Linked DNA regions of Gossypium hirsutum: region 2 is linked to region 1. Evidence: chromatin contacts called from public Hi-C data. All regions are on one chromosome and are shown on one strand. The core of a region is the stretch at or near the end of the contact, and the rest is flanking DNA. Distances in the headings are between cores, read along the strand shown.

Evidence for each region. A called contact is a pair of places that touch in the nucleus more often than the background predicts.
Region 2: a Hi-C map of leaf shows a contact between it and region 1, with 2.9 times the contacts expected there. The contact joins the promoter of LOC107945928 here to the promoter of LOC107945873 in region 1. A contact is called at or near these places in 2 of 34 Hi-C or Micro-C datasets (both in leaf).

Annotation. Positions count from the first base shown.
Region 1 is chrA06:91,677,456-91,681,912 of Gossypium_hirsutum_v2.1, reverse strand. LOC107945873 (secretory carrier-associated membrane protein 3) reads right to left here and starts at 2,346. Exons shown (of 13, transcript XM_016880030.2): 1 at 2,010-2,346; 2 at 1,540-1,602; 3 at 893-1,027; 4 at 736-798; 5 at 566-599; 6 at 255-377; 7 at 1-27. The coding sequence starts at 2,075.
Region 2 is chrA06:91,849,300-91,853,756 of Gossypium_hirsutum_v2.1, reverse strand. It overlaps LOC107945928 (external alternative NAD(P)H-ubiquinone oxidoreductase B2, mitochondrial), which reads right to left and starts at 2,201. Exons shown (of 11, transcript XM_041115686.1): 1 at 1,896-2,201; 2 at 1,616-1,760; 3 at 661-982; 4 at 347-553; 5 at 1-214. The coding sequence starts at 1,704.

The DNA of each region.
Region 1 (4,457 bases), core at 1,097-3,596:
TGTTCCACAGCAGGCACAGAAACAACCCTGCATAGAATCAAAATACATTACCAACTATCTGTAACCCATGGCTTACACAAAATCCCTTTCCAGCTAAAGAGTTTTTAAAAAGAAAAAAAAATGGTACAAATAATCACCCAATGGAAAAACTCATTGAGTACAGCACAAATTTTCTTTATGGACAAAAACGATGACATATGCATAGGTGCACCAAGCATAAGAACATAAGGTGAAAAAGCCTAAGAAACCCTTACCTAAAAATGTTGAAAATGCAACATACTGCAATCTTTGTAGATGAACTGGTATGTCATTTGCAATATCATGATGAATGATTGGAAAAAATGGGGGCCAATTTTTCTCTTCCAAAGTAATTCCAGCTGCAAAACAGGGAAGTCAAACTCTAGCTCATGGAAGAAATGTAATAGTAACTGACCATAAAAGGAAATAGAATCAGGTCAAAATATTTTTGCAAAAGAAATGTAGTCTAGAACAGATTTTGAAACTATGAACAAACTCAATGTTTTCTATGTGAATAGTCAAATTATAAAAAAGTAATGAAAGGTACCTCTTGCTGCTGCCTCTTCTTTCCGTCTCACTTCCTGCATCGAATAAGCTTATCAGTAAATATTGTGGGATAAAATCATTTATAATGTGTCGGCGGGAAACAAAAATAAATCTATGATTCTGTAGATTAAGAATGAACTCTTAAGTTATAAAATTTCTTCCACAATATACCTGCTCCCGCCTTCTCAGTTCAGCCTCCTTAGCCTGAAGTTCCTTCTCCTTCTTCTTCAAATCCTAGATTTAAACAGAAAAACCAGAACAGGGAGATCAAATGCTTAAAAAACTATTGGAAAAGGCATTTAGAGACTGGTCTTCACTCTTCACTAACCTGATAACTTGATCCTCCTGAAGCTGTATCAAGAGGGATGTCAATTGTTGCCTCATGACCATAATTGAAACCAGCAGGTTCAGGAGGTAGTGGTGAAAGTCTTGAGTTTGATGCAGGTGGAGCACTTGGAACATTCTGAAAATTTATTGATAATAGGCGTTCAAGAAGCAAGTATTATTACAAGGCAAAAGGTCCAGTTTACTGATGTTTAGAAGCAATACTAAAAGGTCAAATTAGACATGACGGAATCATGACAATATAGCCACAAGCAACCTATTTTTTCAGAACTTTGATATATGCAAGCTAGCTCAAACTATCAGCATCAGAAAAAGAAGTAAGTTTCTAGGTTAATCACTAAGATTTTACTATAGAATTCCTAGCAAATTAGCAAAAGATATGGAATTTCAGTGTGATCAAGAGATTAAATAGTGGTAGTTTAGCACAACATCATCACCTCAAGTTATGGTTTTACATAGCATAAGTTACCTAGGATCCATGTACGTAAACAAGCAAAGCCACAGCTAAATTTCACATCTCACATCCATTCTAGTCGGAAATATGTCCTAAGACAGTAGCCATTTTAACATCGAACACTAAGTTCTGAATTAAATATTCCCTTGAAACTTTATAAACAGGGATTTAGTTACCTTTGAAAATAGACCTCCACCAAATTTAGACTGGCCAGATGCCTTCCCTCTCACAGCTGGATCCTGGTAGAAATTATTCAAAAGAAAAAAATCATAATAAAACTGATGTCTGCTAGCATCCGTAAACTAACTTAGAATTGACAGATAATACACCCAGCAAGGCATCATAGTCTTCATCTCTAGGATTATATAAGTTTGCTACTTCGTTAAATGCATGTTCGGTGACAAGAAAACATGAAGTCAATGAAAGGAGCACACAACAACCAAGTAAAATACTTCCCATAACCGATTTCAACCAAGAATTTCAGATCAAACTGAAACCCAACAAAGCAATCAGGGAGTTAAAAACAAGTCAACCTATAATCTGCTAAAGAGCTGGCTATGGCTACCATAAACTGAACTGCATGAACCCAACCCAAAACATCATCAAATAACAGAAACAAAGAAAGAGAGAGAAAAGAGAAACTGACCGAGAAAGGATTAACTTCTTCTTCTCCTTCTTCAGCGAACGGGTTTTCATCGAAACGACCAGCCATCACCTTTTTAAGTTTTTTTTTTCTTTTTTGATCTATATAAACCTTATAACAATAAATTAAAACTGAAAATGGGAGAATAATACAAGGAAGATGAAAACTAGAGAGGAGAAAAAGAAGAAGAAGCTTGGAGGAGAAGAGAATGGAAAAACTGAAAGGTCAAAGGAAATTTGGGGTCATGAATGAAGTTCTAGAGAGAGAAAACGTGGTTTCCCTTGGGAAGAAGAGGTAGAGATAGAGAGGGGGAATGAGAAGTTGGACTTTTCGGTTAACAGTCAGTTTTGTTGAATATAATAAATATATTGTGACGAAACAGCGGGAAAAAACATTATTCTCTATTTGGTTAAGTATATTTTATTAAATTAATTTTCAAGTGTGTAAATACAGAAAATTAGAAGTGTAGATAACATAATTTTTCTTTTTCATATGCGTGCATGATGGGAGAGATGGAAAATTTGAAAGAAAATTACTTTTAATTTTTCTCCCTTTTTTGACATAAGTGAAAAATAGATTTATTTTTTATTTCATTATTTTTATATATTAGTATAAAACACGATATCACTTTTATTTGTTTTCTTTTCACTTTTCTTCTTAATCGAACGCACTATTTTTTTTTTCCTTTCATTCTTCTCATCTAATAGACAATTAAATCAGGTTTGAGAGCATATGGAAATATTTTGGTTTTTGACAAAATGAAATTATTAGTTATTAGAATAATTTTTAAAAATTCTAATATATTTTTAGTGTATTTTTTTAAAAAATTTATTAAACTCTATTAAATGCTAAATTTCTTTAAATGAATTTAAGTTTCAAGGATATATTTCAAAATAAGGCTTCAACCATAAAATGATAAAATCAATATTTACTATTATTTAAGTATTTTATTAAGTTGTCGTTGAGTCTCAGCTCGATTGACATGTGTATTGTCGTAACATAGGAGCACGTGAATGAAGTAAATTATTCTCCTATTTATAGGCTGGGAAGGGGTTACGGGTAGTTTCAAAAATTATATTAAAAAAAAGCATATATAATCAGAACCAATATTTTATTAAGTTAGTGTTACACTTGATTGGGTCATCAACTCAATTATAAAATTATAAAAATACTCATGTTTTTAGATTATAATTAATATTATTATGATAACATTTTTTTCACACATTTATATAGTTTTTAAATAAAAAAATTATAAATTCAAAGCTTAAATACACATTAAATAATATTAAAATATAAATTTATTACCACTTCACTTTTATTCAAATAAATTTTAAAAATAATTTGAAATTTTAGTTTAATATAAAATATTGAGTCCACACTAATATTAAATTTGATTCTTAATCGAAAAGGCTCTTCTAAAATAGGTATTTGTTAGAAACATTTGAAGGAGTGGATTTGGCAAAAATCTGCCAACCCCATCCAAAGTCACTTTCATCTCTAACAACCACCCATAAAATATTTCAATAAAAAATTATGTATGAATTCAAAATTATTTATTATTTGCACTAATATTTAGAATAAAATTAAATAAGATTTAAATATGAAAATAAAACTCATATTCATATATTAATTTTCTTTAAATTAATCTATTTATATTTTTAATTAAAAAGCATGAAACACCTACCTCATTTTTAGTTTTTTTTTAATAAGTAAATATAAATTTAGTATAATTTGTAATTTTATCTAAGCCGTCAATTTAATTATAAAATTACAAAAATGCTCATTGTTTAGTAATGTAATACAATTCAAAAAATTTTGACTATCAAAATAATCTTAAAAAAACATAAACAATCAATTTTCGGGTTTTTTTTACATGAATAATACAAAAAATTTAATTATGGAAACGAGACATGTTGTAGATTATTTGACTAAATTAACAATATATGTCATTTTTTTTATTTGGCCTTTTAGGCTTTTTTTTAAAAAAAATTAGGGAAATAGGTCAATTTTAGAGATAGAAAGGGAAGTCACGTCCAGCTGAGCGCACTTTCCTCCTCTGTCCTAGGGTTAAAGTGTAACACCCACAACCCATTTCCATTGCCAGAATAGGGTTACGGAGTATTACTATACATATCAGAACTTTTCATATCAATTGTCATCTAATTATAAAATAAATTTCATAAATACATATATGATTCATAATGAAATAGAACATACATTTACGACTTTAAATCGAGCCTTCGAAGCCCTAAAAATAGGTTAGGAACATTCAAGGACCAAATCAGAACATTCAGGGAAAAATTGAAATTTTTCATTATAAGGCTCACACGGCCGTGTGTCTAGCCTACACGCTCATGTGCTCAACAGTGTGCTCACCCATGTAACTCACTAACTTGGGCGACATGCTCGTGTCTTAGCTCGTGTGCCAGCTCATGTGAACCATGCATCTAA
Region 2 (4,457 bases), core at 952-3,451, 170 kb before region 1:
TTTTCACCAAGTCTTGGACATTTGGATATAGCTTGACCACATCCTCATTGACAAAGTCATGAAGTTCTGCTGCAAATTCCACACCAGTTGGGCCACCGCCAACAACAACAAAGTGAAGGATTTTTTTTCTCTCCTCATCACTTAAATTTGGTAAGCTTGCCTTCTCAAAGGAATCAATAACATTCTTACGAATCTTCTGAGCATCATCAATTTCCTGCCCAAAGAATCTTGCTGCTTAGAATGAAAGAAAACAAAACAAAACAAACATAATGGTATTAAGAGAAGCGAAAATGGTTTCTATCACATGTTTCCCCAATACTAAATAAAGCACGGAAACAGAGCTTACCTTTAGGAAATGGCAATTTTCCATGACACCAGGGGTATTAAAGGTGTTAACCTGAGCTCCCACAGCTATAATAAGGTAGTCATAGTCTACCGCAAACACTTCTTCCCCCTTTGAATGGCTGTCTATAGTAGCGCGACAGTAAATTTTCTTATTATTGGGATCTATTTTTACGCATTCAGCTTCAGAGTAACTGATGTTCACATTTTTCTGCTCAAGCATGAAACAGGAAACCATCATCAGAATTCATTTAGAATTGGTTTTTTCTGATTTCCACAATATACAAGATCTTATTTTCATTGACAAATCCACATTACCTTTCTGATGATGTTGCGAATTGGCTCAACAATGCTGCGGGCTTCTACTTTGCCACATGTAACACTTGGTAGCAATGGGGTGAACACAAAGAAATTACGAGGAGAAACAACCTGCACCTCAAAATTAGTGTTATTCAGGCTCTTCAGGAAACTCATTCCTCCCCAACCAGTTCCAAGCAGCACCACCTTCTTTTTCTTGGGAACTTGTTCAGATGAAGCAATTCGACGGTCATCATTAGATGCCACCGCATCAGCATGAGCAATATGGCCCTTACTGCCATTGAATGCGTTTGCTTCAGCATAAGCTATAAGGCTCCCACCACTGCACCAAAAAAATGCAATAGACTTAGAGCTGAAGGAGAATGCTTAATGGAAAGTTTCAAACATACAGTTCGTTTTTAACTAATCTTGAGAAATTAATAAATTACGCACTCAAGCTCCTAAACTTTGCAGATACATTCAAACAGGACAAATTTTTAGATCTTTTCCCATTTCCTTTACAATTTTAAAGAAGCAAATAAAGCTTCAATTTTCCTAGCGTGCATAATTCACTGACACCGGCCTTTAGGCAGAGATGACAGTTCTCTTCCTCCCTATAATTCAAAACATATTTGCTCTGTTCTTCAGACTTCTGACAGAGCATTTCAATATTCCAAATTTCAGCTCAAAATCTCAAAAAAAAAAAACATCATTCATCAGATGGGCCTAAAAACAATCGCCTATCTAAATGCAGAGAGAATCTACAAACAAAAAACAGCATGAACCACAAATCAATATTAAGAAACTAAATCTATGATAATAAAAAAATAGAAACACAAAGAGGCACTCAGGTCATGCTTAACAACTTCATAGAACCAAAAAGCAAATAAAATATTTGTATATAAAGTTATAAACACAAGAAAAATGCTTAAAAAATGGGGGAAAAAAAGAAAGAAAGAAGGAATGAAAAAAGCACCTGATAGTAGAGACGACGATGACCTTAGAAAGAGAAGGATAATCATTAAAAGCCCTGGATAGTCTCCCGAAGAAGTTGAAGTTCCTCATCTTGGTGCTCTGTAGATCTGTTCTTTTACTTGTTTAGCCTATATGAACCAAGAAAACTGGAGGAAAATCACAGAGAAAGCGGTTACGTATTAAAAATACAAAAAGGCAGAAGAAGAAAAAAAAAGAAAAAGAGTAGATGAGAAACGCGAGGTTCGTGGCGTTGTCACACGATGGTTCCAGGTCTTTACTACCTCGCTTTCTTTTTCAATGACTTGGAGAGCAAGGCAGAGGCGGCAATGTGCTACTATATTTATGGAATCATTATTATATAATTTTTGGTCAAAATATTTTAATGAATTAAATATTAAATAGTATCTGGATCCTTAATTGCGCCGCCGTCACTACATTATGACCGCTACGTCTCTGTGAAAAACCTGTGTCCGTTGGATCCATCAATCCTCGGAATTTATTTTTTCTTATTCTCTTTCTTTAATTTAAGAGATTTTTCAATGATTCATGTTTTTTTCTTGGATAGACCGTTGAACCTAATTAGGGTTTTGAACCCCACCCCCCCCCCAAAAAAAAATTACAAATCATATGTAATATATTGATTTCCTTTTAACAATCAATTCTTTTTATAAAACAATAAAGGGTATTTTTGTCATTTAAAATAATGTAAAATTTTAAAAAATATGAATTTGAATTTAAAATACAGTAATTTTCTTTGTCTTTATTATTTCATTAAAAGCTTCATTTTATTTTAGAATTAATTATTTATATATAAAATTTTATTCACTCAAATCATAATCTTGTTATTCTAAAAGTTTTATTTTATTAAAAATTCAAAATTTAAAATTTAAAATTTAAAATTTAAAATTCTAATTAATTAAATTTTTTATATTGGCTGTCTAAAAAAACTCTTATATTGACATTTTAAAAATTCATGATAATGACATATACTAAAAAAACAAATTAATTAGAATTTTAAATTTTTAATAAAAATTAAAATTTAATCTTTGAACCATAAATAAAACGTGTTAAATATCAAGAAATAAAAAATATTTTAATAATCACTGAAATCAAAATAAAATAAAATCATGAAGCCTTCCTAAAATTAAAGGCGGGAAAAAAAAAGAAAGAAAGAAAGGCAGGCGTAATATTGGAAGAGAAAAGTACATATACAGAATGAGCATATAAAGGACAGGCTGTTAATTGCAGAATGTTAGGTGGTCAAATAGAAGGTGGTAATAAAGTCGGCAATTAGCATGCTTTACGTCATTGTTTTGTACACACACCACAAACATTGCTGACAACCTCCATGTTTTCCTTTGCCGCAAAGCATATTTTTCATGTTCTCTTTTGGTAATCAATAAGCGGTCCATAATTTATGGAATCCAATTTATTTTTTTTAAAAGTAAATAATATAAATAATGTATGGTGGCCACTCTTAAAATATCAACATTAACATACTAAAATCAATATAAGTATCAAATGTTTTAAATATGGATTTTAACCTGTCAATGGATTCATATTCATGTTCAAATTCTAATTTATATTATTTTTAATTCATTTTTATATTGTGAGCCAATTAAATTATAAAAATTAAAACAACTTATTTTAGTTATATATGTTGGGAAGAAACCGAACAACCGAAACAAAGCGAAAGCACAACCGGTGTTCTTTCTCTCCTTATAACTCCTGTAAAAATTATGGCAAGCACAATAGCACAAGATATGTTCTCTAGCAACCTTAATCAACCACAAATCAACTAATGCAACCACAACAAAAAAAATAGAGACACCGATATTTTTACGTGGAAAACCCCTCTAAATTAAGGGTAAAAACCACGGGACTTTAGAGTCCGATAAAGAGCTCAACTATCATCAAATGTTCAACTACAAGATCACAATATCAAGCCTACAACAAGCATTCAACACCGACAAGGCTAACAACATGTAATCTTTAGCAAAAGAGAGAAAAATGAGAGAACATCACCAAAAACGTAGCTGCTGAAAAATGGGTATTTCCGACGCTACAAGACTCGGATGAAAAATCCGACCGTACAAAGTCAAGAACACCTTATCACCTAGCTGCTGTCCAAAAATCAGCTCAATCGAACCACGGATGGACCTTCGATCGAAGAGTTGATCACTGCTGCACCAAGCTTGAAAATCTGATTTTTTTCTATTCTCTCTCTCTATTTTTTCTTTAGCTCTCTGCAGAAAAATTTCTGTCCACTCCCGTTAATAAGCCAAAAAATTGGCTTTTGACAAAACCAAAAGAAAAAGGAAGGCAAAACATTTGTGCCAGAAAATATGGGTTTCCCACATAGTGGGACCCATACCCAACAAATCTCCCCCTCCAACTATGTGGGGAATGCCTCCATGCCGGAGGTCAAACAACATGCTTCAAACTTTCCTCTTGGTAAGGCCTTCGTCAACATATCAGCACCATTATCATTAGTGTGTATCTTCTCAAGCTCTAACAGCTTAGCTTCAAGAACATCTCGTATCCAATGGTACCTCACATCAATATGCTTAGATCTAGCATGAAAAGTTGAGTTCTTACCAAGATGAATAGCACTCTGGCTATCACAGTACAGGACATACTTCTCCTGAGTAAAACCAAGCTCATGCACAAACTTCTTCATCCAAAGCATCTCCTTACACGCTTCGGTTGCTGCAATGAACTCTGATTCGGTGGTGGACAATGCAACACACTTTTGCAGTCTCGATTGCCATGCCACAGCTCCCCCTGCATAAGTGATTAAGTAACCTGAAGTAGATCTCCTCGAGTCAATGTCTCCGGCCATG